7 separate regions of the Mus musculus genome follow, and regions 2, 3, 4, 5, 6 and 7 are each linked to region 1. Evidence: chromatin contacts called from public promoter capture Hi-C data. All regions are on one chromosome and are shown on one strand. Each heading gives the region's core, a stretch centred on a gene start, on an enhancer-like site or on the middle of the called end of the contact. The rest is flanking DNA. Distances are from core to core; before and after follow the strand shown.

Region 1 (3,034 bases), core at 232-2,731:
CTCACAGCAATCCTCCTGTTTCAGCCCCTTTACTGCTGAGAATACAGACATGAGACTGATATTGAATAGATGGGATAAAGATTTAAAAAAAAAATCAGGCTTCATTTAAATAAACTGCTCTAGAGAATAAAAACTAAAAGTTTGTAATTGTTTTGTTCTTGCAGAGAGTTGAGTCAGTGTATATCCTGAAGTGGGTATACACTTGAAACCATTGCGGCTGCATTTTCATTTTAGACCTTCAGCTTTTCCTGTGTTTTAAGAGTAAAAGTGCCTATCTCTGTGTCTGAAGCTTTGTATGCTAACAGCACCACTCTTTAGCAACTAACGGCAGTGATGAAGTATAGAAACGATTATGTGGTATGGGGCTGTGATCTCAAAGCATCCTAACAAGACTCTTAACACAGGTGGGGAGTGTCCTTGGACGGATGCAGATAGAGATGGTAACAGATCGTGTTGATAATCCCCATTCAGTTATTTTCTCTTTATTTTTTCTGAGCAACCACCCAGTCCATGAAGTAGCTACAAAACTTGTATCAGCTTTTTTTTTAAAAAAAGGGTCAGGAATGGATTTAAACTCCTATACATATCAGTAAGGACTCTCCTATATAAATGCTAGCTTTGACCAGGGAAGAGGAAAAGTGAAATAGTAAACAAGACCAAACAAGGAAAACAGATCTCACAAATAGTGGGCGTGGTCCTAGTTAAAGGACCAAGGACTTTGAGGACATATTGGTGTGGACACACTGCAGCTCCAAGATCTGAGCATATTACAAGAACTTCTTTCAAGATTTTTTTTTCTCATTTCTAAAATAGCAGTAATAACTCAGGGACATCAGACTATTAAATGCACATAAAACTGGTCTAGTAAACTAATAACCTATTATAATTGTCTCAGCGAAAGCTGTAAGGCAAGAAGTGGCAGGGACTGGTTGTGATTGATCCATTATCTAAGAGCTTAACAAACTTACTTTCAACACATTTTACTTCCAGGTAGCTTGGTTAGGGTTGGAGGTGTCAAAGTAAAAATACCCTGTGTAGGTTCAGCATGTGCTCACGGTGCCTCACTATGGCAAAACCGACCACATGAGTAGGGCACCTTGGAGGATATCCTCTTCGTGTGTATTGGGTCCATGTATGCTCTAGATTGACTTAAGTAAAAGGTACTGTCAGTGTCTGTAATAGATGCTGAAGAGAGAGTGCCAAGGGAAACAGCTGTAAAGGCCCTCTAGGATCCGACTGCTGTGTAAAGGAACAGCAGAAAAGCACCTGTGTTCCATCATCTGGTTATATCAGGACCTACTGTGTGCATTAGTGCAGATCCGGGTTTGCAAACTAACTACACCAGCCGCAGTGCTGTGTCTCCTGCAGAATGCCACCGGGGCGCGCCGCTCGTGCCCGGGGGCCATGAAGTCACGTGGGCGCGCAGCCCCGCCCCGTCGTCGGCCCCGACTTGGTGGGGCGGTGTCTGCCCCGGAAGTGCCTGTCTTCGGCTGACAGCTGCTGGCGCGGCGGCGGCCCCGAGCAAGATGGCGCTGCGGCCGGGAGCCGGAGCCAGCGGCGCGGCGGGGGCGGGCGCGGGGCCCGGCGGGGCAGGCAGGTGGGTCGGCGGGGCGGGCGGAGTGGGCAGCCATGGTCGGCGGGGTGGGCAGGTGGGGCCGGGCGCAGGGGCGGCGGTTGCGGGGCGCGAGCGTCCTGGGGACCCGCGGGGAGCGCGCTCGGGTGCAGGCGCCACCGCACCTGCCGCGGGGCCTCGAGCGCCCGCGAGTCCCTGCTAGGCTTGCTGGGCTCGAGCTGCTGTCGGAGCGAAGGCTGTGACGGTCTAGTCGCAAAGCTGGAGGAACCGTTTTAAGACTGTACAGTACTGTCTTTCCTCTCATAGAGCGTCCTGTCCAGTCCTTTTTTCTTTTCTTCACATACAAATAGAAAAATCTGAAGACCTTTGAATTAGTAATTGTCTTGAGATAAAGCCCGTTTAGTAGAAAAAAACATTTGTCTGACTCCTTTTAAAATAGACATTTTGAAACAAAGAAAATTCACTGACCAAGAGCAGTATGCTCCTCTTAAAACAAAAGCTTCCAGACTTTATTGAGCTCCTTTTAAAAATAAAAATCTGCTCTTTGTTCTATTTCAGATAATTTTTAGGCTATGCTCCCTGTATCCAGAATGGTAAAGGGGTGTTTGTAACTCAAGTTCATTTTCATTTGACAAAATGTTTGATTCCAGAAAGTCTGCTCCCCTTTCTATCATGACTCAGTTTGTGTTTATTTAATTAGCTGACATATAGCACACACATTCCGAGATAAAATTAGCTTTTATTTTTAAATATCCTAAGTTATCTTTGGAAAGCGAAGTATTTGGGTTTTTTTTTTAATGTATAGTTTAATTTTGGAATCACCTACACTTCAAATGTGTAAAAGATTTTAAAGTAACCGTCTCCTTCAGGTGCATATTGTGAATACACACACACACACTCATTCACGGAAGGAAAAAAAGCAGTCACTTGAATAAAGCAACGGTGTGTGGCCAGGTTTTCTGCTTCCTCTACAGTCTTTGACTTTAAACTTAAAACATTTTCCTTCCTCCTCTGGTTTTGTCACTGTTTCGTTGGGGTCTTTCATTAGTGAGCATTAGAAATTGCTTTTGCCTGCAGAATATATACAGGATGACAATTTCTAAAGTGGCATTCTATTAATCTAATCAAATGTATGAGTAATAATGGGACCAGTCCTAGAAATTTTCAAAGAATTTCATGTTTTAGGCACAAATGTTTTCAAAAAAAAAAAAAAGGAAGACCCCCTGGGCACAGAAAAATTCAGTGTGTTGCTCAGTTTGGTTTGTAGTATTTTAATGCCACTGGTCCAAGGAGCTGCACTGGAGAATGCCTGTAATCCAGCTCTGAGGAGATGTAGGCAGGAAGATCAGGAGCTCAAAGACATGCTCAGCTATCGGGAGAGTTTGATGTTAGCTTGGGTACCCTGAGATCCTGTCTTAGGGGAAAGAGCATGGGCAATAAACTCATGTGCACTCCAACAGG
Region 2 (3,034 bases), core at 187-2,686, 2.8 Mb after region 1:
AGGGAAAGTAAATTAATATGAATAAATTATGATGTCAAAGAGTCGGGACAAGTGAACCAGGAAAATCAGCAGTTCAGAAGAAGCGTAATTCAGCGAAGCCCTCCAACAGTCACCTGCCTAGGCCAACTGCTGGCAGGTTGCCAGGTTAGACAATGGTGTATTGACTCCAGGATAAGGTGCAGTGGGGGGCGGAGGGGGGACGCCCCAGACTATTAAAAAGGAGCCAGTTACAGATCAACTTGTTAGGTACTGACACAGAGCAGGTATGCACTTAAACCCGGCTCTGATGAATTCCACGCAGTCCTGTGAGACATACTCCTGCCGTAATCCCACAACTACCTGCTAAATTCCAAAAGGCCATAAATAACCTCTAAATAACTCTCCCTACCTGCAAGAATCAAAGTGAGCCTAAGAGCTACACTAACCCTCTGAAGAAACCAAGAAAGGAAAAATATGCGCGTTCCCCTTGGGACCTTGACCCCAGGCACCGAGACTGACACCGCCCCTTGCCGCCCCTCTATCTTCTTTCTGTTCCTTCAGTGAGTGTGACCTTCGGTTCCTTATAGATTCAGGGAAGGCAAGCCACGAGCCACTGCTACCCTAACCCCAAGGTGCCTTTCTCAGTGGTGAGCTGCAGAGGGAGGATGCAGCTCCTCCCCAACCCACCCGCCACACAATTCCTGGGTGCAGACTCGATGTAGAAATGGGAATAGACCAAGGGAAGGTGACAGCCCCGCGTCGCTCAGGGTTAACGAGAAATCTTGCTCTGGGAGAAACGCGCGAGAAGCTCCCCCACCTAGCCCCTACCCAAATGAATGAACTGAGTAAAATGGGAAGGGGGGTCTGGTATGCGCAGTTCTTGCAATCCAGGAAGCAGAATAAGAGGTCGTCAGACGTAAGGCCTGGCCTCGCCGCCCTTTGCACTCCGATTCGTCATTTCCATCCTAGTCTCATATCATTTAACCCTTTAAGCTTTTAAGACACTGTCCTTCCTCCACCTATGCCAAATACCGACACCCCCCACTCCCCTTCTCTCGATCCCTTTCGGGCCAGGCCGCTAGCTTCTTCCTTCCCACGACCCTCGAAAAGTCCCTCAGCAGCCCCGACTCACACGTACCTGGAGATGCTCCTGAAAGCGAATGGGCAGAATCTGGGCCATGGCGCTGTCGGGGAGTATGGTCTCCTCCTGTCACTGGGGCTGCAGGGCAGTGCCTGCCCGGGCTCTCCAAGGGAGAGGAGGAGACGGGGAAGGGGAGGGGAGGCTGGGCTCAGAGGGATACTCTCCGGGGACGCAGGGAACTGGCAGGCAGACGAGAGAGCTTGGGTCGGGGGCGGAGGCTCCAGGGGCCGGGAGAGCCGCAATGGCGGAACCGGGAGCAGCGCAGACTCCGGAAACGGCTGAGCCCTGCGGAAGGATCCCGAGGCAGAACTCCGCCCAGTCTCCTCACGCCGTCCGCCTTATGTAGCCTTCCACAGACGCCGCGCCGCGGTCGGGCGTAGGGATTCAGGGACGCAGTGCGCGGAGCGCTCTTCGCTGATGCGGCTGCGGGGAAACAGAGGAACCGAGGGACTACTTTTTCTAGACTCATCACTTTCCCCAGGCTCCGGTTTCTCCCTTCTCCCCTCCCCCCTCCCACTTTTTTTTTTTTTTAACATTTTGCCACATCATGCGACTCGGGGCGAACTACGTCATTTCCGTAGGCGCTGTAAGACCCACCCACGCACTTCCCGGTGCACGTGATGCGGGTAGGGAAGGGTCGGTTGAAGGCTGCCAGAGTGGAGGGCGAGAGGCAAGATACTGGCCGCTGCTCCTGGGGAGGAGGTGGCGGTTGAGCCCCCTGCCGGCGTGGCGGCCTGGGCGTGAGGACACCGAGTGCCTGAGGAGAAGGCCGCGGCGTGGGTGCCGCGGTGACTAAGGGAAACGGCCCCGCCGCAGAGCTCCTCGGGCGGCTGGCTGCGGCGCGCCTCCCCCGCCTGGTTTCGCGCAGTGGGTGGTTGCTGACACCTCAGGGAGGGGGACCGTACTGAGCTGCAAGCTTCCTTGCCCTGACGCACGCCCTTCTGACGCCAGGAGAGCCGGATGGCTCCTCGAGATCCTCAGATAAACCATCTCAAAGGACAGGGAAGGCCATGGGAGAAGAATCTCCTGCTGGCCCCTGGAGAGCGCTTCCGCGGACATTTTGGTGGACTTAGATCAGCCTAGTGTAGAGATCAGTTTGGCCTTCGAGAACTGGAGGGTTCGGCCACAGGAAAAAGCTTAAAAGATGTAGATCAAAGGATGGCTAGGGAAAGAAACCTCAGGGGCTGTCTTGGAGCTGAGGGATTGACTGTTAGTCATACATGGTAGTAGGACCATTACCTGTAGTTACAGGGTGGGCGATGTAATAAGCCCTTCAAAACCGGAGCACCTTGCCTTCCTACAGCAGTAAGCTATCTGCAGCATTCATTAGCGATTAATAGCCGCCCCAGAGCTCTTGCTAAAGTGTAAGGTGTAATGTCTCACAATAGCACCAATATAAGGAAGATTTAGAGAGTTCATTTCCACATAGTTCGTCTTAATCCCCCTGAAAGTTCTTGAGGAAATTACTTTCAATGCCCCTTTCAACCTAAAGAACATAAGACAACCACTGGGTGTACAATAATTTTGCGTAAGCGGTTTTGCTTAGAGAAATCTGCTTAGTCATTTCAGTTGCGTTTAGTATTCCCCCCAAATACTGCCTTTCATATCTGGGCTGAGAGGAGAACCAGGCAAGTGAGAAGGCAGACAACAGACCCTTGAAGAAGAGCCTTGCCACCATATTTAGGATGTTTTGTGTTTACATAATTTCACTTAAGCACTTGAATGTGCCCTGTCCTGCAATGTTTGAAAAGATTGTTTTCATAAGACTTTGTCCTTTTCTAGAGGTGGGCAAATTTTAAATTAAAATCCTAAGGGAGTTACTGTTTTATTACAGAAATGTCAGTAGCTTAATAGAATTGCACTTTCAATCTCAGAATTTGGGATGTAAGAGCTTCACCATGAACAGATCACCAC
Region 3 (3,034 bases), core at 369-2,868, 2.7 Mb after region 1:
CAGCCAGGGCTACAGAGAAACCCTGCCTCAAAAAAACAAAACAAACAAACAAATAAACAAACCCAAAACAAAACAAAACTGACAAGTGTAAAACAGTTCAAGAACTCAAAACTAAAAACAATAGGAAACAAACAGATTTAAACTAGCTGTAGGTAAATTGGGAAACAGCACCAAACCATTTGCCAGCTTAGTTCAGATATGTGGCTATTTTCTTCTGGAATGCGTGCCTCAGGGATTTAATTGTATTGTTAAATGTATCCAAGGATAAACCCCTTAAAATGCATCTGTGTTTTAGATAACCTAGGCAAATAAGTTAAGCAGAAGAGATTCCCACTTCAGAATCACTTTGCATCTACTCCAACTGATCATGTGTCTGGTACGCCAGCATCTTTCTCCCAAAGGTCAACAAAAACATCACCTCCAATACAAAAATACAGCGTAGTAAATAAGCTTCTTCCCTAAAATCAGACCCAAGGACAACACAATTCTCAGACAATAACAGCTGGAATATAGCCGGACCCAGCACTCGGGAGGCAGAGGCAGGTGGACCTGGTCTACAGAGCAAGTTCCAGAACAGCCGGGGCTACACAGAGAAACCCCATCTCAAAAAATGAACTAAAACAGTTGGAATTAAATTCTTCATTAGGCCAAGAGAAACACTGGAAAAGGTTCTCTAAATGATCAATCTGTCTACGAAACCTCTCACAAGCGTCAAGAAAGAACTGAAAGGTAAGGAATGACATTGCCAATAGACACATACACAGCCGATCTATGCATTCCTGGATTCTTTGCTGGAGTAGAAAAGCAAAAGATGTTTACATAAAATCAACTGGAGGTCATAAGCAACCCATAGCTGCCTAACCCGCTAAGCCCATACACTGTTTGGAATCGTAAAGACCTTTAAGTCCCTATCTTGCTGCAAGTACTTCCACTGCGGGGAAATAAAAATGTTGGGGATCAAGGTTTTGGAAAAAGCGGAGAGCCCTCTTTTTTTTTTTTTTTTTTTTTTTTTTAAATGACAGTCCTAGGAAAAGCTGAGTGGGTCCACAGCAATAACTCTGAGAGGTAATGACCCCTTCCTTTGACTACTCTGCACTGTCGGTACACCCGAATACCTTCGTTTCTCGGAGATATACTTAGCATACTGCGCTAGTGGCCCGGGAGGAGAAAAACCCATTGAAAGGTCCTGAGAATCAGCAGCAGCGAAGACCCTCTTCATTTAACCCAAGGCTCTGGACAGCTCGGGAGTGAGGTTCTCTGAGAAAGCCAAAGCCGGCTTCCAGGTCTGGAACGAACTGTCGCGAGTGTCTGGGTTCAATGTCCCGGTAACCAAGCGCGGAGAGGTGTCCCACATAACCTGGCCACCGCCAGCTGACACAGCCAGTCAGCAGTGACCTGAGCCATCTCAAGTGGAAACCAGCGTGTTCTGCGTCTGCATCACCCAAGTGCGGGAGCTGCGGAAGCGGCCGAGCTGTGGGAAAGCTCGGCTTGGGCTCCGGACTCCCCGCTTTCGCTCACCTACCCGCTCAGACCCCGGCTTCTCCGGATCGCAGGATCCTGGAAGCGGCTCACAACACCGACTCTCACACCCGCCGCTGGGCTCCAGCCAACCGGAACTCGCTCGCGTCACTTCCGGTCCGGCTCCTTTAAGGAGCCCGCCTCCAAAAGAGAAACGTTCCCCCACCCCCACCCCCTCCTTTCGGCCACCGGGAGGTTCCTCGCGGGATTTCGGTTCGGCTTTCTCGGTTCGGGCTCTGTGGGTGTGACAAGAAGAAGGATGACTGCGCTTCGTAGTTTCTGATCCGGAACTAGTTTTTCAGGAAACCCGGAAGGAGTAGGTGGCGCGCGCGAAGCGTGTTCCTTGTTCTGGCTTGGAGACCTGCGAGGTGAGCGAGACGAGCTCCAGGTAAGTCTCGACTCCTTCTAGGACGGTGCAGAGGAGTGTAGTTCTTAATGGCTCTACTGAAAAGCATCTTATCATCTTACCCCACGGTCGGCCTCCCCCTAGCTACTTCATAAATTGTCTTCCGCCCCGTGGCTGCTGCCTGCCTTGCCTACTCTGCAAACCTTTGGAAGAAGCCAAGATAGAACCCAGAATTTTAGTCGCTGGCAACACCTCCTCTTAGAGGTGGCATTGATACGCTACCCTAGCGTGAAAAAAATGGAGAACAGGCCTCACACTATACATTTTAAATATCCGTCTTCGAATTGTTGAGCCCAGCTTGGAAAAGGAAAAGAATTCTAAAGATGGATTCAAAAGTATTTTTATTTATTGGTATTGCGGTGCATGCACGTTGTGCATGGTGAGCAAAGCGCTCTACTCTGAAGCTATTGTTAATCTCATGGATTCGAAGTGGAAGACCACTGACCCAAATCATGGCCAGATTAATTAAAGCAAACTTTTTATTATTATTATTCGTTTACACGGACTATTTCTCCCAAAAGGCAGTGTTCAAGAGATCAGCACTGGACATGGGGAAAATAAGGATTTTTATAGTTCAGGAGTATTGGTTTCCAAATGGGGGATTTGGCATATAAACAGTGTTAATAGCAGCGGAAAGTGAACATAAGTTGGTCATAACAACCCTCTGAAGTAAGACATGGTTGCAAGGTGGTCAGTAATAGCCTTTGGAAACAAAGGCATAGTTGCCGTTTCCAGGAAAAGGCAGATCAAGAATATTTAGCCATATGTTGCTCTGTGACACTAATCTCTACCACATTGGACAGCATAGGGACAGACAGAAGGGCCAACTATGTACGTGTGTGTAATATTATCCATATTTCCAGGCAAATAGGTAGTTTTGCTTAGGAGACTGCAAACTGTGAGAAAGGTCAGGTGAGCAGTGGGTGGAAGTTGAGTTAAATAACTCAGAGGAAGGTTTAAAGTTTTAAAAGTCAGCAGGGAGTGGTGCACAAAACTCAAGAATGAAACACAAAAAGAAAGAACTGTGGTAGCAATGACAGCCTGTCTGGTTCTTTAGCAGTTTGGATAGAATAGTATATTACCCATCCTGTAATAGACGCTATGTAGAGA
Region 4 (3,034 bases), core at 200-2,699, 2.6 Mb after region 1:
ACCCTTGGTGTAAAATATGTACGTTTCAGTAAGTATTACTGTAGAAAAAATGGTATACATAAATAACAAACTACTAGGACAGCAAAGGTAAAGCCAAGATGTGCACTAGAAAAGCGACTCTAAATTTAAACTTCAGCAAGGAAAACCCTCACACCACTATTCACAAGTCTCGGTTCAAGCAATTTATTTTTGGCGAGACAAATCACAGCTGTCAACGCTTTTTTTCCCACCCTACAATTACATAAATTATTCTGAAAAAAAAATATAGACATCTTCAACTTGAAGGGAATTAACTTACAAATGCCGTGTGTCGTTATGAATGGGGGTTTTTTTTTCCTTTAAAAAGTCACACGGAAGGGGGGTTAAAAATAAAAGGCAAACAAACAAACCCTGGAAGATGCAGCAGAGCCCCCTTGCTCCCGAAATAAAACTCCTGGTGGCTGTCACAGCAGTGCTACTCCCGACAGAAGTTTTCAGCTGTCACTTCTAACAGCTGAGCGCTTCCTAGGAGAGAAGCGACAGGCCGAGAAGAGAGGTGGTTGTGGGGAGTCTGAAGATTTAAGGCTTGCAATCTTACACTCCACAGGGAAACCCTTCCGCATCTCACCTGCACTAAGGGGGACACCCCAACAAGATCGGCCCTCCCCACCCCCAGCACACGCTCACACCACCCGGGCCGCACTCAAGCCCCACAGCTCCAGAAGCCGACCGCGCGCCTTTTCTCCTCGGCGCTCCAGAAACACATTGCTCCGGGGCAGCGCTCAGCTAGGGATCAGGGCGAGCCCTGCACCTGCGCGCCCCGCAGAGGCCTCACACCTAGGGCCAGGTCCGTCCGCCCGCCCGCCCGCTCCCCGACTCGGCCGCGCGGCGCCTCAGCTCCTCCCGGAGACCGCTCGCGTCCCCCCCGGGTCTCCACGCCCTCGGGCACACCAGGCTTCCCGGGCCCACGCCGCCACCCCGGCCCTGTCACCTCGCCGCTGCCCCCCCACCCCGCCGCCCATACCCCGGGGACCCCGGGCCTCACCCCCTCCTCCAGCTCATCCTCAGAGCCTGCATCTTCTGGCTGGTCCAGGTCTATGTCAAACACTCCTGCCATGTCCTCAGCTTCCCTGTGTCGGAAGTCAGGCGCTAGGTAAAAGCCGTCCCGCCTCCGTCGTCGCCTCATGGGCCCGGACCCGCCGCAGACTCCACGGCTGCTGCCGCCATCACCGGCTGCTTAAGCTCAATGCGTCTGCGCCTAGGCCCCAGACTGGCTCCTCAAGTTCAGCTCCGGCGCATGCGTACAAAGTCTTCTGAAGCCATACAGTGGGCAGCGGACATGCGTAGCATTAGCTCCCGGGGCCAGGTACTGGCAGGAGCATGCGCAGAACACCGTCCGAAGCCAAGCCGGGAAAGTACAGCTTGCGCGTTTCTGTCTAAGGCGTTTGCCGGACACGGAGCATGCGTACCATATCTGAAGTTGATAAATTGAAATTGAACATGCGTGATTAGCCTTCCTAAATAGAAGAAGGGAAACGAGGGTCGAAAAAAGACAAGCCCTCAGCAGAGCTCTTCGCATAAGGAGCGAGCGCATTTATTTGTTCTAAGTAGTTTTTTTTTTTAAAGTATTGAAAGTGAGCATGCGCGTAGTGAGAGGGTTGGTCTTCTGAAGTTTGAACCGAACTGAAACTGCCGGTCGCAGAGCTGTCAGTGAGTGTGGGGTTACCGGGGAGCTGATAGGGAAGAAAGGCAAAGAGAGACTCTTGTCTTTGCTATTTGCTAATTCAGTGGCTTGGAAAAGTTACATAACCCTTCGGTAACTCAATTTCCTTAACTGTAAAGTGAGAATAGAATTACCTACAATGCAGTCTTAGACGTTAAGTTGAAAATCTGGTTCACAAGCCTCTGCTCCTTTCCGGGGCTACATAGACTTGATGTGAAGCACTTATCAAAAATACTCTTTTTAAAATAGTCCCTGTTCTCCGAGAGGCTGAGGCAGAAGGATCATGTGTTTCAAGTCAGCCCAGACTAATTAGACAGTTTCAGGCGTAACTGGGCTACATAGAGAGATGTTGTCTAAAAACAAACAACGTCGTTTAAAAATAATAAAGATTTAGTTTCATATTTTATCTGGTCTTTCTCTAAGCTCCAACTTTGTTTTTCTTTCTTTTCTTTCCGAGACACGATCTCGCTATGTAGCTCTGGCTGTCCTGGAACGCACTGTGTAGGTGCAAACTCACAGAGATCGGTCTGCCTCAGCCTCCCAAGTGTTGTTGGGTTGAAAGGCTTGCACCACTATGCCTGGATCCAACTTTATGCTAGTTGGTTTGGTTTTTGGTTTTCAGAGACAGGATTTCTTTATGTGGCCCTGGCTGTCCTGGAACTCTCTGTGTCCTCAAACTCAGAGATCTGCCTACCTCTGTCTCTTGAGTACTGGAATTAAAGGTATAGCCACCATGACTGGGCTTATTGATCTTAACTGTGCTTTCCGGGCCAGAAGACGGTTGGTGAGAAAACAGAAAATTAATGTTATTGAATGTTCTATTGTTGAGCTAACTTCTGATGTCCATGTAGTGTGAAATGTATACAAAGAATTCCTTCAGGATCATATTTCCTTTAGATTATTTATGTGTGTGAGTATATATGCACATGTGTGTGAATGTGAGCACTTATGCAAATGCACAGGAGATGAGGGCATCCAGCTCTCTCTCTCTCTCTCCCTCTCTCTCTCTCTCTCTCTGAACTTGGGGCTGAGTTTTCTCAACCAAGTGGAAGCTATCCACAGTGGTCCTTCTGTCCGCACTGGACTTGCCTCTGTAACTACAGGCCTGCACAGGACTCCTGGCTTGCTATGTGGGTGCTGCTTCTAGGCTCCGGTCCCCGTGGCTACACAGCCCCCACAACCAACACTTTTGTTATGGTTTATTTGTTTTCTTTTAAAAGTGTACTTGGGACAACAGTGAATGTGAATCATATTTTGGAAACCATTGAATTGTATGTGAATGAATTTGGGCCAGTGAACCCTAAATCCCCCAAATTATAGAGTGAGGGAATT
Region 5 (3,034 bases), core at 167-2,666, 2.4 Mb after region 1:
TTGGGGAAGACAGAAACGTTAAACCTGCTGTACATCTTACTACATGTGACGAGATGCTGATTAATGGACATGTCAAGAAAACCAGTCTAATCTGTAAGACGTAAGTGTGCTGAAGATCCCCATTTACCACATCGTGAAAGAGATTCAACAAAGGAAATTCAGTAATTCCTTATTCTAACTTAGTGACAGAAAGCATAAGGTGCCAAAAATGAAACTGCTGATACATGACTGGCAGTTTATGCTTGCCAACTAGTTATGCTCCACCCACTTAATTCACTTACCTATGATAGACTTAATATTTCTCAGAGCACACGAAAAATGAAAAAAGTCACTCTAACTTAGTCATTCAGGAAGCTCGGCTATCGTTTAATTCAGGACTAGATATTTGCAACAGTTGGTACTTTTGACAAAAGTCTTAACTCTTGAGTGTTATCCGATTTGGGCCGACCTACATACACGTACTAGAACATCCCTAATTCCAGCTGCCCCAGACTTTTCAGTTCAATAAAAGGAACAGCCAGCTCAAAACATTCTTAAAACGTAAGCAAAACAGACAAATATAGAACGTTTAGTGCGAAACCACAGTACCTCCTCCACTTGCCCCTCCACTCTCACAAAAACATAATGTTCTAATAAAAGCAAGATGGCTAGAAATTGTCAAAATGGCAAAATGTTTTCAAAGTTTAAAAAGAAAACATATGAACCGGCACACACTGTTTTTACACAAAGATCTGAAGTCACCCATAAGGACACTACCCCTGTATTAGTTTAACTTACAAAACGAAGAGGGTTTTAATACGTAAGTTTTTGGGGGGGTCCTGTTTAAGAGAAGCCCACTTACAAGGGAAAAGCGAGCTTAAAGGCAGTCGAGCAGGGGCAATCGTGGAAAGTGTGGAAAAGGGATACACTGTTCGATACAAGGGGCGGGGGGCGGGGAGGCGGGGAAGCAAGAAGCACACAAGAAAATATTACTATCCGGGCAGATAAGCAGCCCAAGTTAAGGAAAAGACTAGGATGGGGAAAAGAGTCCAAAACAAGACAGGAGGAGGAGAAAGACCGAGGGGGTGGGGGGAAAGACAAGCCTCTTCCCAGCAGAGCCCCGGTCGGTAGGTGAGCGGACGCTGCCTCCCGGGGCGGCCGCAGAGCCTCGGAGGAGGCCGACTCCGGCGGGGCCTAGCCGGGGGACACCGGCATCTGGATGCGACCCAGACCCCCTCCCCCACGGCCCAAGGGCGCACGGCGCGGCCCCCTCCCCCACCGCCCGCGGCCCCCGCACTCACCAGGCAGAAGAGGTTACAGTGACAATCTTCCAGGCTGGCCCCGTTCGACACGAAGGAGGAACTCATCGTCCCTCACAGCAGCCGCCGCCGGCGCCACAACCCACCATCCGCCATTACCGCCGCCTCCGACCAGAGAGAGAAACACAGACACCGGGGAGGGCGGGGGGCGGTGGGGAGGAGGCCGCCGGGCCGCCCGCCCTCCCCGCCGCCCCCCGGCGCCGCCGCGGCCCCCGCCGCCCGGAGGCACCCAGCCGCCCGGGGCCGAGGCCGCAGGCGGGAGGGCCGCGCCGCGCTCGGCCGGCCGCCGGGACTGCGGAGCCCGCGGACGCGCGTCCCTCTCCGGAGAGGAGGGGAAGGGATGTCTGTCCCTTCCACCAGAAAAATAAAAAAAGATTTAAAAGAAGAAAAGAGAAAAAAAAACGAAAAACAAAAAAATAATAATAACAATCAGGTACACGATAAATAGTCAGAGCCCGAGTCCGAGCGGGCCGAGCCCAGAAGCCCGGGAGGGTTCTCCGCGGCCCGGGGACGCCCGCGGAGGGGCGGGAAGGGCGAGGACCGGCAGAGCACCCCGGGCCCCCGGCCCGGCAGCGGCGATGTCCTTAAGCCCAGAGTCTCCTCAGCGGCGGAGGTGGTGGCGGCGTCTGTGGGCTCAGTCCATTCTCCGGCTGTGTCCTCGTGTTGTCCCTGGGCCAAGCCTGCCTAACGTCTGCTCTCCTGCCGCCTCACCGCCTGGACGCCGTAGTCTCCCCCATTTTGTGGGCCCAGCGGGCGGTGTTTTTCCCCCTTTAATCCGAATTCACGGGTTTTCCCTTCGCTTTAATGGCGGCCACAGGGACCAGCTCGCCCTCTCTGCTCGCCCATTGGCCGCCGCGAGGTCACGTGGGCCGGGCTCCGTAGGGAGGGGGGAGAGAGAAGGCGGTGAGGGAGGGCAGGGAAGCTTTCGGAGCCCCGGGGACCGGGCGGCCAGCTGGTGGCTACTAACATGGCGCCATCTGCTGGATGCCCCGGTTAAGATGACCCGAGTCTTGGCCCTAGCTTTCTGCTGGCTGGGGAAAGTGCAGCAGCGCAGGAAGGTTCACTTCAAAATCGAGAATTACTTGGAAATCAGTTCAAATTCTTTGGAAGAGAAAGTTGGCAAAAAAAAAAAAAAAAGAGAGAGAGAGAGAGAAAAAGAAAAAAGAAAAGAAAAAGAAAGACGTTCCAATGCATTCTCATTCACTCCATAAGGCCGCCGGGGTACATCGCAGAACTCTAGGGCTAAAGAATGAGAGCTGGATAGACACCAGCCTCGCCCTCTCTTTTTAAGTTATAATAAAGAGGTAAAAAAAATGAAACGATATGGTCTTGTGGTTAATGAACTAGAAATAAAGTCCTGCTGTTCAGGATTCGAAGCTGGAGCCAGTCTTTTACCTCTTTGTGACTCAGTTTCCTCATCTGTAAAATGAGGAAAACAAATGTTATGTTTGTTATATGATGCATGAATACAACCTGAGCACTAGCCTCGTGCCTGCGCCCGATAAGCAGTGTAAGGCATGCATTACTATACTTCCATCCTTCCTTTCTGTGGTTACTTTGAGAAACACGTGAACTCTGAGAGTGAGAATCAGGAGAACTGACCCTTTGTTGCTATAGCTGTCCAGTGCCTTAAAATGTTCTAGCACACAGTAGGTACTTGATATTTGAAAACTTAGAAATGAATAAGAAAAACCATGTATGATGTTAAATCCCTTCCCAAACAATTATTCTGGGCT
Region 6 (3,034 bases), core at 317-2,816, 2.3 Mb after region 1:
CTGCTGTTCTTTGCTGGCATCTTGTTCTAGAGCGTGGAAGTCCACAGACAACAGTGCAACAATGGAGTTGACAGCTTCCACTCCAGACAGGAGGCGAAGTATAAGTTTCTTATCCTGTGCCCAACTTTGGCTCTGGTCAGCAGGAGCACAAAGTGCCATCCTCACCAGGCAGGGCAAGAGGAGTCTTAATTCCGGATCACTTAAGGACGCCAGGCGGACAACATCCACCTTCTGCATAGCTTCAAAAGCAAAAGGGCTGACAAACTGCAGGCCTGTACCCTCGGGCGTCATCGCTCTCGATCCTAAGGAGTCCAAAACAACAAAATGAAAATCGGTATCTACTTCCCACATATATGACAACCTTCTTTAAAATCTAACAAAGTATACTAAATACTTAGTAGGTCCTTGCATTGGCAATGTTGTTGGCACAATTAAAGCTCAGGTTTCTGTCTCTATGTTTCTACTGACATCTGGAAGATAAGAAGGAAAACTGCAGATTAATGTTTCTTCTCAATTTAGAGATCATTTGCTCTAATACTTTGTGTCCCAGTGAACCCTCCTACCCTGAACACAGCCAAGACTTCCCTCATTATGCCCATTACATGAGTTCCATGAAATATGGAGAGAAAATGAACGGCTGCAGCCAGATCTCTTTCATTTTACAAGCCTACCAGATAAATATAAATATCAGTTGGGCTTCTCTTTCTACCTCCCAACTACATGGAAACACTGGTAAATCATCTCACGGGCCAAAAGTAATGTCAGAGGCATGGTTCTGAAAGCCACAACGCTATTCCGTACCCCTATTGTTATAGAGGTAGATGTGTATGTACAGTCAGCTGAAGGAGTTAAAGAGAGTCTCACTTGGGCACTGTGGTTTTGAGTAAATTTTCAAAAGGTAGCAGAAAAGAGAGGTGACATGGAACAGTTAACAGAGACCACTCAGTCTTAAGACCTACTCCCTAGCAGAGCTGTGGACAAAGAATCGTAGGCAGAAATGCTGCTGTTTCAATAGTAAGCGCTGGTCTTTTAACAGTAGAGTAAGCTCAAGGCAGAGGTGACAGGACTCAGGGGTCTCTGCCAGGCAGCAATGAGAATCGAGTGACCCGGGCTGCGAAGAGTCAGGCGGACTTCAGACAAAGCGGCACTTGGGCCCGAGAAGCCGACGCTTCATACCTTAAGATCAACCCTCCAGCCTCAAGGGACCCACTCGGATTCCGCCTCCGAGAGCCAGACGAGGCAGAAATGGAGAGCGCGGTCCGAAGTTGGGCCTAGGTGATTATCCAGATCCCCAAACCCCGGCAATGCCCGGAGTCGACTCAGGCACCAAGAACTCTGACGCTGGCACCAACAGTGCCGTCGACAGAGCGAGAATCAGAATGGGGACACTGCAAAAAAAAAAAAAAAAGTAAAAAGGAAAGGGAAAAAAAAGGGAGAAGCAACCAGGAGAGAGGGGAAAGCAGAGACTTAGTTCAACCTGCACCCTGCACCTCCATTCATCCCAAGCTTCTGGCACGCGCCGGCCACCGTACAGCACTGAGAAGACGTCGGCGGCGATAAGAAAAGCCAGCTTAGGGCCGCTCTGCGCATGCGCAGGCCCGCCCCTTCCTCCGTCACCGCCCTCCCCGCTTCCGAAAGCGTGGAGTGTTACACTTTCTTGTTTTCCAGAGCTTTTCTCTTGGAACCTTGTCAGATGAGTTCCTAAACGGTCAGAGCGAAATCCCGACCCCCGAACCAATTATCGCGACATTTAAATAACAATAATGTATTAAATGGCAAAAGTTGTCCGCTCTGTTCCTCCACAGAAATTTGCCTAATGGAACCCGATTGCAGCCTCCTTTAAACCCCTGCCGGTGCGGTCTAGAAAGTTCTAGAATCCCAAGACCTGTGTGTAGGGGAATTTTAAAAGTAATGAAGCCGGGCAGTGGTGGCGCACGCCTTTAATCCCAGCACTTGGGAGGCAGAGGCAGGCGGATCTCTGAGTTCGAGGCCAGCTTGGTCTACAGAGTGAGTTCCAGGACAGCCAGGGCTACACAGAGAAACCATGTGTCGAAAAAAAAAAAAAAAAGTAATTAATCATAAGTCTATACACTAAGGCCAAAGTGTAATAACTTTTCATTATTTAGTTTTATGGTGTGTACCCAAATTATAAGCGCATGCTACCACTTCCGGCTTGCATTCGAGGTTGGTTTTGTTTTTCAGACAAGGTATATGTGGTCCTTGTTGGCCTGGAGTTCATTATGTAGACAAGGATGACTGGTACTTGACACAACCCCTCTGTCTGCCCAGGGCTCATACTAGAGGCTCTATGTTTGGTAGCTTTCTCGGGTCTCGAGGTTACAAAAATCCTATTCAAGAGTGAATTTTAGGAACGAATTCAGTGGAACCTTCTCAATATTATATGTGGCACTTGTGAAAGAAAATCAAAACTAAAGTCTCACCATCTTAAAAATTGCAAGTCTATTTATCTCATAATAAATGTTCTGGAGACAGCGCCACACTATGTAGTCCAGGCTGCTCTGAACTTCTGCTTCAGCCTTTCAAATTGTGGAATTATAGGATTGTGCCATCTTCACCAGCTTACGTTTTTTGTTGTGGTTGTTGTTCCTGGTTCACCCAAGGTTTGCATGACCTTGCGCGCGCGCGCGCGCGTTTGTGTGTGTGTGTGTGTGTGTGTGTGTGTGTGTGTGTGTGTGTGTGTGTGACATTTGTGCATGTGTTTACTTGTGAGAAAAAAGAATAACTCATGGAAGCTCATTTTCTCCTTCCACCATGTATGTCCTGGGACTTGAATTCATGTCATCTGGCTCAGCGACCAACACCTGGCATGCTGTGCCATCTGTCAAGCCTCTGAACTATTTTATTAAAATGCAGCTTTTGGGCTGGAGAGATGGCTCAGCGGTTAAGAGCACTGACTGCTCTTCCGAAGGTCCTGAGTTTAAATCCCAGCAACCACATGGTGGCTCACAACCATCCATAATGAGATCTGATGCCCTCTTCTAGGTGTCTGAAGACAGCTACAATGTACTTAGAT
Region 7 (3,034 bases), core at 399-2,898, 2.2 Mb after region 1:
ATCTATGACTTAACATTTTTCACCTGTAAGTCTAAAATTCTTTTCTGCAATAATATCTAACTTTAAAAATTGTTGTAAGGGAGAAAGTATCTTTCCACAGAAATTCACTTAATTTTTTTTAAATCATCTTTTAGTTTACTGGGGGAGGAGAACCCGCATGGCATGACACGTGTGTGGAAGTGAGAAGACAGTGTTCTGGAGACAGAATAGGTTCCCTCCTCTCACCATGTGGGTCTCAGGAATTAAACACTGCTAGCTCGGTTGAGTCCTTTACCTGCTGAGTCAGCTCAGTAATTCTGAAATCAGGAGATTATAATTGAAACAAAATAGATTTAAATCCCACTGTTTGCATCACCTAACCTCCCAGACACTTTTATTGACTGAAGAATTTCGACAGTGGTGAGAAAATCTGGTAAACTCAGTCTGTGAATGGAGATGGTTAAGACAGAAGGTACAACAGGTCATGAAGTCAATAACTTTAACCACAGCTTCTGTGCTCCAAAAAACCCACCACTCTTAAGTTATTTTTCATTTCTAAATATTGTTCTGTCAGACAAGACCTGCATAAAATCAAGCCAAGGAGACCTGTCAACATCCCATCAGGCAGTACTAATTGGACTCATTGGGTGGGAGGGGCGTGTGAAGGGGTCCCGAAGCAGTGTGAAGGATGTACTGGGGATAGGTCAAGATACTTTGTATATATGCATAAACTATCAAAGAATAAATAAAAGATATTGTTAGAAAAAGTATCCAATCACTGATTTTTATCTGTAAACCTCTGAGGTTTAATGGACTCTAACAGCTTATTCTGAAGCAAAAACTCAATATTGTGTTACTAAAATTAATCGAGATGGCAATCTATGCCTGAAGCTGTGGCAACATTCCTCTCAAAACTCATCAGACAATCACACTTCCGGATGTGGTGGCGCAATTCTTCTGGCCCCCAACAATCTCTGGTGGATCTCTGTACGATCGATCGAGGGCAGCCAGGTCTGCACTCCGAGTTCCAGCCCAGCCAGAGCTGGAGGGTGAGACCCTGTCTCTTTAAGAGAAGGGGGGGGGGGGGGCGGGTTAACAAATCTGTAGCCCTTCCAGAAGTACCGCGGAAGCTGGGGCTACCTCCAGCCTGCGTTCACAGAATGTAAGGACAGGCTCCCTGGCCCTCAGCTTTCCTTCCCCAAGCTCCTAGTTCTCACATGTCCACGGGGAGCCACACCATAGAGCCCGAGAGCCCGCCGGCGCCAGCCTGCAGGAGCCCGTCCCCTCCCCGCGCCCTCCTTTCCATTTGCCCACGGCTGGCTCCCGCTCCCAGAGAAAAGGAACGGCTGACGTTTGACAGAAGGCAACGCGGAGCCGACCTACAAGGAAAGCTCGCGAGTACGAAAGTCCTCCCTCACCGGCTGTTCCGACGCTGCCAGGTACCAAGGTACAGCCACTCCTCCCTCTCCAGGCTGCACTCCGCAGCGCCACACAGATGAATTCGCGCCTCCCGCCCCTCGGTTCCCAGTCAGCCAATCACACAGCCAGACCGGAAAAGGAAACAGCCAATCATCGTACGAGGCCAACGCTATACCGCCCAATGGGAGCCCGCGAAGTAAAATCAACCCTCGAGTACTTGGCGGGACCGGAAGACGAGCACCGCCCCTCCCCCAAACCCCACCCCGCGAAAAAGACTGGGACAAGTTCCGCACATTTGCTTGAAGGAAAAAAAAAAATTCTTGTACTGTGAGACTTTAAGAAGCACAAAATGGGCGTTAGACGGGTCTTACATTTGGTGCATTGACCGGGAATCGTCCTGCTGGCGGGTCCAGTGACAGGAGACCGGAGGATTGTTCGAGCAGGTACCGCGGCTGTGTCTCTTTGTGTCCGCCCTTGGCGTGCGTCTATTCCGCGCGTCTATTCCGTCTGTTCCCTCTATTTTGAGTCGGCTGCAAGTCAGTTTGGTTTCGGTTTGCAAAGGAGTTGTCTGCCGGGGGTTGCCAGAAGCGACCTTAACGCTGCGGTAACGAAGAGTCCTGGAGGACGCTCCAGACTCTCAGAGTGGGAAGTCGGATCCGATCCGCGAGATCCGGGAGGGCTCGACTTCATCTGGGGGTCAGTGGCAAAGAGACCACTACCAAGTTATTCAGTGTATCTTCTGTGGCGCTCGTGGCAGGGGCGCGTTGGTATTTTACTTTCTGTTTTTCTTTTTGTGTGTGGACTGGGACTGACGTTATTTTTGGACAGAATGGGACACTGACCTTCCACCCCTCCGAGTTTTACTCTAGAACATTGGAGGGAGGTTAAGACTAGAGCTCACAATCTCTCAGTAAATGTGAAGAAAAATAAATGGTTTACTTTTTGCTCGTCAGAGTGGCCCACCTTTCAGATTGGATGGCCTCCTGAGGGTTCTTTCTCACTGCCTCTTATATTGTCCGTCAAGAGGTGCATTTTTGGTGCTGGCTCGAAGAGCCACCCTAATCAGGTCCCATATATCATAGTGTGGGAAGATTTAGTCACCGATCCCCCTCCTTGTGTTCGCCCGGTTCCTCTTCAGGACCAATGGCTGTGCCAATCTTCGCCCTTCAGGATAGGCCCAAGAAAGATGTTCTCCCCACCACGGATACTGATCTTCTTCTTTATCTCCCTCCCCTTTATCCTCTCTCTCTCTCTCTCTCTCTCTCTCTCTCTCTCTCTCTCTCTCTCTCTCTCTCCTCATGCAGCTCAAGCTGCAGGGCCTTTGGCCCCGCCCATTCCGCCTGGAGAATCAGGGGGACTCGCCATCCTCCTCCCTCCCCAGGTCAGAGGGACCTGCTCAGGAGACTCAGAGACAGTGGAGGCAACTCCTGAGGGTGCCCATATTCTGCCCCTCCCGGCCTATGGTCCCCGGATGAACAAGGTCATCAGCCTTTCAGTATTGGCCGTTTTCCTCCAATGACTTATATAACTGGAAAACTCATAACCCCTCATTTTCTGAGAATCCACAAGGTCTAATTAACTTAATTGAATCACTTCTCCCATCAGCCCACATGGGAAGATAGTCAGCAACTGCTTC

What was found. Promoter capture Hi-C pulls out the DNA fragments that hold promoters and counts their contacts. Capture Hi-C pulls out chosen DNA fragments and counts their contacts.
Region 2: a contact with region 1 is called in a promoter capture Hi-C map of pre-B cells, with 2.9 times the contacts expected there. The contact joins the promoter of Cltc here to the promoter of Synrg in region 1. A contact is called at or near these places in 3 of 39 promoter capture datasets (hippocampal neurons, liver and pre-B cells) and 1 of 115 datasets of contacts at active chromatin or transcription factors (astrocytes).
Region 3: a contact with region 1 is called in a promoter capture Hi-C map of liver, with 3 times the contacts expected there. The contact joins the promoter of Vmp1 here to the promoter of Synrg in region 1. A contact is called at or near these places in 3 of 39 promoter capture datasets (hippocampal neurons and liver).
Region 4: a promoter capture Hi-C map of hippocampal neurons shows a contact between it and region 1, with 2.7 times the contacts expected there. The contact joins the promoter of Tubd1 here to the promoter of Synrg in region 1. A contact is called at or near these places in 2 of 39 promoter capture datasets (hippocampal neurons and liver).
Region 5: a contact with region 1 is called in a promoter capture Hi-C map of hippocampal neurons, with 2.7 times the contacts expected there. The contact joins the promoter of Med13 here to the promoter of Synrg in region 1. A contact is called at or near these places in 3 of 39 promoter capture datasets (hematopoietic stem and progenitor cells, hippocampal neurons and liver).
Region 6: a contact with region 1 is called in a promoter capture Hi-C map of hippocampal neurons, with 2.9 times the contacts expected there. The contact joins the promoter of Ints2 here to the promoter of Synrg in region 1. A contact is called at or near these places in 2 of 39 promoter capture datasets (hippocampal neurons and liver) and 1 of 9 other capture datasets (liver).
Region 7: a promoter capture Hi-C map of liver shows a contact between it and region 1, with 4 times the contacts expected there. The contact joins the promoter of Brip1os here to the promoter of Synrg in region 1. A contact is called at or near these places in 2 of 39 promoter capture datasets (hippocampal neurons and liver), 1 of 115 datasets of contacts at active chromatin or transcription factors (astrocytes) and 1 of 9 other capture datasets (liver).

Annotation. Positions count from the first base shown.
Region 1 is chr11:83,962,950-83,965,983 of GRCm38.p6, forward strand. Synrg (synergin, gamma) reads left to right here and starts at 1,482. Exons shown (of 20, transcript NM_194341.2): 1 at 1,482-1,597. The coding sequence starts at 1,527. Ddx52 (DExD box helicase 52) reads left to right here. Exons shown (of 15, transcript NM_030096.2): 15 at 1-139.
Region 2 is chr11:86,756,131-86,759,164 of GRCm38.p6, forward strand. Cltc (clathrin, heavy polypeptide (Hc)) reads right to left here and starts at 1,437. Exons shown (of 32, transcript NM_001003908.2): 1 at 1,118-1,437. The coding sequence starts at 1,159. Gm42085 (a long non-coding RNA gene) reads left to right here and starts at 1,583. Exons shown (of 3, transcript XR_880101.3): 1 at 1,583-1,746.
Region 3 is chr11:86,682,218-86,685,251 of GRCm38.p6, forward strand. It overlaps Vmp1 (vacuole membrane protein 1), which reads right to left and starts at 1,619. Exons shown (of 12, transcript NM_029478.6): 1 at 1,523-1,619. It overlaps Ptrh2 (peptidyl-tRNA hydrolase 2), which reads left to right and starts at 1,857. Exons shown (of 2, transcript NM_001098810.3): 1 at 1,857-1,906.
Region 4 is chr11:86,543,542-86,546,575 of GRCm38.p6, forward strand. It overlaps Tubd1 (tubulin, delta 1), which reads left to right and starts at 1,450. Exons shown (of 9, transcript NM_019756.3): 1 at 1,450-1,689. Rps6kb1 (ribosomal protein S6 kinase, polypeptide 1) reads right to left here and starts at 1,266. Exons shown (of 15, transcript NM_001114334.2): 1 at 1,025-1,266. The coding sequence starts at 1,165.
Region 5 is chr11:86,356,180-86,359,213 of GRCm38.p6, forward strand. It overlaps Med13 (mediator complex subunit 13), which reads right to left and starts at 1,417. Exons shown (of 30, transcript NM_001080931.2): 1 at 1,281-1,417. The coding sequence starts at 1,346.
Region 6 is chr11:86,256,028-86,259,061 of GRCm38.p6, forward strand. It overlaps Ints2 (integrator complex subunit 2), which reads right to left and starts at 1,567. Exons shown (of 25, transcript NM_027421.3): 1 at 1,177-1,567; 2 at 1-302. The coding sequence starts at 291. The region is part of intron 2 of Brip1os (BRCA1 interacting protein C-terminal helicase 1, opposite strand); the gene reads left to right.
Region 7 is chr11:86,199,712-86,202,745 of GRCm38.p6, forward strand. Brip1os (BRCA1 interacting protein C-terminal helicase 1, opposite strand) reads left to right here and starts at 1,649. Exons shown (of 7, transcript NR_130959.1): 1 at 1,649-1,841. It overlaps Brip1 (BRCA1 interacting protein C-terminal helicase 1), which reads right to left and starts at 1,482. Exons shown (of 20, transcript NM_178309.2): 1 at 1,398-1,482.